Regions from separate parts of the Mus musculus genome. Here region 1 is linked to region 2. A link is a contact called in public promoter capture Hi-C data. All regions are on one chromosome and are shown on one strand. The core of a region is the stretch at or near the end of the contact, and the rest is flanking DNA. Distances in the headings are between cores, read along the strand shown. Region 1 holds the start of Atp2c1 (ATPase, Ca++-sequestering). Region 2 holds the start of 1300017J02Rik (RIKEN cDNA 1300017J02 gene).

Region 1 (2,700 bases), core at 84-2,583, 2.2 Mb after region 2:
TAAGATGCAGTTTCCTTGATAATCCTAATGATCTGTCAGGTATTTTGTTTTTTGGTTTTTGTTTTTTTTTTTTTTTTTCAAATGAGGCATGAGCTTTGGGGAAAAGGGGTCACCAAAGGGTTTCCTTCTGCTGCCCTCTGCTTCCATTTCTGGGAAGCCTCTTACTAACTGGGTCATTTTCTACCACGGAGGAAAAAAGAACAGGACACTGGCAATATCTGTCGCCTGGCTCTGCCGTTCTAGAGAGAGCACAGGGCAGAGCGCTTGTGGCTGGTCATCTTCTATGTGGTGACAGACCTGTCTTTCATATTTCTAGTCCGTTGCCAAGCTTCTAAATGAGCTCCTGGATTTAAATGGGCCACACATTGTTCTCTCTCTAATCCAGTGCAATTACGAAAGCAGTTTTTAGATATCAATGTATAATGTAATCAATGTAATGAACACACATGTTTTTAAATGAAATAACCAGACATTTTAAACAGGCTTATTAAGATGCGTCTATACCCACATGCTAGAACTTCCTGTTGGAAACTGTAGCTTTCAATTGGCTAAAAGGATTAATAATTATTGTGCTCTGTCCCCTATGCACCACATATAAGAATCACCTATTATATCCAAATGATCTTATCAGCCCACTAATGATCTGATTATAGCCACACAGATAACCTTCATTTTGCAAATCCTAGTGACATTAAAATAATCACAGAAACATGCAAGAAAATAAGTGTGTTTCTAGGGTATACTGCTTCATCTATTGAGCTACGAACGGTTTCAGAATTTGTCTTCGAAACACTGAAAAAATGATCAAAGTATCAAAGAGTCACCTCCGTAGTATGGTAGGTTCATCTAGATAACGGAAGAAAGCAAAATAAGTGTCAAACACACACACCCAGAACATTTGCATAATTTATCTCAGGACCCAAACGTTCCACAGCCAAGTAACCCCTCACAAGCGGCAGGCTCCTCTGACTGCCAAGCTCGAGTAACTACAGGCTGGATCTGACCTCTGCCTATGAACACCAGTAAGCCAGCAGAGAAACATTCCCCAAGCTTCGACAGGCCACACCCAGAAATAAGCACCAGTTATTTTTAAAGTTAGCACAAACAAAATAGTACCTGCTCTTCGGCCCTTTGGCTTCTCAGCGTTGATAAATATTTCCGAATAGAGTGGAGAGGATACTTTTTCAAGTAAGAAAATCCGGACGGAGGCAATAAGTTCTCCATACTGAGGGGAAACCCGAGGGTCCTTGTCTGCCCCTCCCTGACAGCGACCAAATGCGACCTAGACACTTAGTCTCTGCTGCCTAGCCGCTCCTTTGAAGTGCCACCACTTTGCTGCAAACCGAGCAGGTGTCAATCTTATAGCTCCCCCTTTGAGTGGAAGTTCCTAGAGACAGCTGAGGGAGGCGGGTCATCTAGAAACCTCCAGAACTGCAATGCCCAGGAGCCAGAGGCAGGAAGAAGTTCAGGGCTGGCCCGAAGAATGTAAACAGCCCAGCGATAGCGATATGACTGACTGTCCTATTTTGAGCAGCAAGGCTCTGTTGCAAGCGATGTTAATATTAGCTAGCGGGTGACTTTCCATACCCACGGACTCTCGTGAGGTTTAATTTTAATTCTTCCGACAGTATTTCTGGTGATTCTTTCTTTCTTTCTTTCTTTCTTTCTTTCTTTCTTTCTTTCTTTCTTTCTTTCTTTCTTTCTTTCTAAGAGGGCATGACATGAGGTTTTCCCAGTTTCCTTTGAGCTTTCTTGTCATTACCAACACACACTAACAACCTTCAACTGAGCCTCCGCTCAAAAGTGTCAATTCATTTCAGCCTTGAGAAACGCTGTTTTAGAGTTCTTATTTTATTATTTTTATTCATCTCTCATATGTTACATCCTGACCACAGTTTCTCCTCTCCTCCCAGCTCCTCCACCCACACATTCCTCCTCCCCACTCCCCAGGAGGAGGAAAAGGGTCCCACACATAGGCAAAAGAGTCTGGGACAGACCCAGCTCTCAATGTTAGCATTTCCACATGAACCCGGAGCTACTCAGCCATAACATACATGCAGAGGACTTGGGGCAGACCCCTGCAGGCTTCCTGGTCTCTGCAAGTTCCCATGAGTGTATTGATTCTGTGGACCCTGTTAGAAGACTAGCACTGTTTGAAAACTAAGCAAATCACACACACACACACACACACTCACACACAGACACCACCCCTTCATGGACATTATGGGGTTGGCCAGCTCTGTGGACATTCATTGAGTTCTGTGGTGCATTGTGCTACGTGCCAGTAACCAGACACTTTGCATTTATTGGGCAATGGCTGCAAACAGATTCTTTTCTGAGTTAAAAGGCTTCTTGCCTTGAATCCTTATCGCAAAGCCACAGGCTGAACTCAGAACCATTAAATTTCCCCGAGGCTTTCTCCTGAGTATCTGTGAGAGGAACTGTTACAAGCACACTTCTAACTACTATAAAAAGGATTCATGCCTTCAAAAGAGGAAAAAGGGGTGGTGGGGGCAGGGGGGTAAAGAAGAACACAACAAGAGATCTGTTGTGTTAAAGGATATGAAATTATACATTTGAAAGTTCATTTTCTTTGGGATCTATAGAGGTCACAGGGTTTGTCGTCTAAGTCCTGAGCCACACTTCTACCCCCACTCCACCCCAACTGTGTGTGCATGTATGTGTGTGTGTATGTGTGCA
Region 2 (2,700 bases), core at 81-2,580:
AGGTCGTGAAGAAACGAAGCCCGGAGGGGCCTTTAGTCTCTGACATGTAAACATGAAGCCTGTTGGGAAAATGAACTTCTGGTCTGTGTCTGACATTGCTGGCAATGGTGGCGGAACGCTATTTAGCAGAACACTGGCTCAGTTCAGGGGAATTCTGAAAGAGATCAGGCAGCTGCATTCTGAGAGCGAATGACCCTCTGGGTGGCTACAGATGGCACTGCTGGGCAGAAGAGGCAGACATATACTGTGCACCATTGCCGGGCTCTGGCCACCCTAGGTATTATTTACCACGGTCTCAGATCAGACAAAGCTAAAGGGAGGAGGATCCAACCGTGGTTGAGACAGGAAGAGCTCTTCACAGTGCATGAGTTCTTCCCTGGAGCCTGTTCTCCCTACCCACGAAAGGGCTTCTTGTATTTGTGAGCGTAGAACTCTGCCTGCCTCTGGCTGTGTTAGCTCATTTCTCCAGCAACTGTGTGTTTGTTGGGTAAACATAACTTTTTTTAAAAAAAAGTTAACATTGTGTGGAAGCCACATGGGGGTCAGAGGACAGATTTCTTTTCTTTTTTTTTTTTTTTTTTGGTTTTTTTAAATTTTTATTTTATGTGCTATACTTATTATTACTACAGAGGACAGATTTCAAGAGTGGATTTCCTCTTCTACCATTTGGTCCTGGAGGTCATATGTCGTCAATCACAACATCAGCCCCTTTACCTACCAAAGCAGTGAAACAAGTTGTGGGGTTTTTTTGTTTGTTTATTTGTTTTGTTTTGTTTTTTTTATTTTCCTCTCCTATCTCTCATATATTGCTGCAATTTCCCCTCCTTCCTCTGAGTCCCTCTTCACATCCCCTGTCACCAACTACGTCTCCATTTTCCTTCAGAAAAGGGCAGGCCTCCCAGGGATATCAACCAAACGCGACATAACAAGTTACAAAAAGACTAGGCACCTCCCTGGTATTAAGGAGGATGTGGCAGGAAAAGGGTCCCAAAAGCAAGCAAAAGAGTCAGCGACAATCCACTATGACCGCCTCAGTGAGGGCAAAGGACAGCCGGGGGACTGCGTGGCAGGTGAATTCCAGTCCAAAGTGATTACTCTTCTCTAGGCTCATAGTCTATCCAACCACATTTGATCCCTGAAGTGTATGGTCAGCAAATGACACCTGGTCCCCTCCCCAGAGGGCCGGCCCCCTGCCTGGCTCTCAGCACACTCACCTAGGGTCCCCAAGCATAGAAGGGCGCAGATGAGCAGCCTCATTTTCAACTGTGGAACTGCGTTCTGCTTGCTCTCCCCCAGCCTAGGTGCACTTTACCCAGAAGGCAGTGTTGACTGATGAATCTGCCTACTGGGAAAGGTTCTTCAGCCCCAGTCCGGGCTGGTCGCCACTGCCACACCCTCCATGCCTTCCTTATCTGGCCAAGCAGATACTCAGGCGGCTAGGGACACTATTTTTTCTCTCTCTGTCCCCGGTTCGGTCCCTGGGTGGAAACGGTGCTTCTCCGGGAAAGCCGGCGCGCACATGCATAAGACCTTAACACAATTTTCTTTTGGAAATTCTCACTTCTCACTAAGGACTCTAAGTTGACTAAGCTGAGGTCCTCCCGCTGTCCTGCGACCCCAGTGGAGCTATCTCTTCTGTGACACAGCCCATAGTTTCTCCTCTATCTCCCCACCCCCACCCCCACCCCCACTCCACACCACACGCACCAGTGTTGCTTGTCCCAGCTGTGTAAGGCCTGGCTCAGGCACAGATCTGACATGCAGAGTTTCTCGCTCACCCGGCTGCAGCCCTGTCCGAAAGGCTGTGCGACCTCTGCCTAGAAAAAGTCTGGTAATTTTAAATAAAACTCGAAGAACTTCTAATTAAAATATAGTAGTAGGTGTACAACAAACCCTGCTAGCACAGTGTAATAATTATCACTAAGAGGACTCCGGTAGAGCCAGTCCACATCCAGGAGGCCGAATCCCTGCAGAGCTTCTCCCACATAGGTGGCCCCTACATGGAACAGAAACGGAAGTCTGCTAACTTCAGGACTCCACAGAGATGAAAACTTACAGCGCAGAGCCTGGCTTCTCTCACCCAAGTTTAAATTGGTATGATTTATCTATGCAGAGGTGTGTGGTTGCCCACCAGCTATCAGTGTGGCCTATTGTTTCATATCATGTGAATGAAGAATATTTCATCTCTCACCCTGATTGACAATTGTAGTACCGATTCCATCCTTACAGACAGTGCCGCTAGGAACAGAAATTTCATTTCATTTTATATACATTACTAGGATCTAAAACTAAATAAAAAAAAGCAGGGCCTGGTATGGAAGTACAGGCCTGAAACCCCAGCATTTGGGAAGTGGGGACAGTGGGATTAGGAGTTCGAGGTTTCAACTACGTGCCCTATTGGAGACTTCCCTAGGCTAGAGACCTTGTCTCGAAAACCAAGCATGTAGGGCTGGAGAGATGGCTCAGCGGTTAAGAGCAAGTGCTGCTCTTCCAGAGGACCAGAGTTCAATTCTGGCACCCATGTTGGACGGCTCACAACTAACTACCTGTAACTCCAGCGACAGGGGGACCTGACACCCCTGGACTCCAGCTACAGGTCATCTGGCTTCTGTGGGGGCTCACACTCCTTTGTATATACAAAAAGCAAAAACAAAACTTAAAGAAAGAAATAGAAGACACAATCAGGAAAACGGCACAATT

The links. Promoter capture Hi-C pulls out the DNA fragments that hold promoters and counts their contacts.
Region 1: a contact with region 2 is called in a promoter capture Hi-C map of liver, with 6 times the contacts expected there. The contact joins the promoter of Atp2c1 here to the promoter of 1300017J02Rik in region 2. A contact is called at or near these places in 2 of 39 promoter capture datasets (liver and pre-B cells).

What each region holds. Positions count from the first base shown.
Region 1 is chr9:105,519,924-105,522,623 of GRCm38.p6, forward strand. It overlaps Atp2c1 (ATPase, Ca++-sequestering), which reads right to left and starts at 1,334. Exons shown (of 27, transcript NM_001253831.1): 1 at 1,117-1,334. The coding sequence starts at 1,224.
Region 2 is chr9:103,286,967-103,289,666 of GRCm38.p6, forward strand. It overlaps 1300017J02Rik (RIKEN cDNA 1300017J02 gene), which reads right to left and starts at 1,331. Exons shown (of 17, transcript NM_027918.2): 1 at 1,215-1,331. The coding sequence starts at 1,257.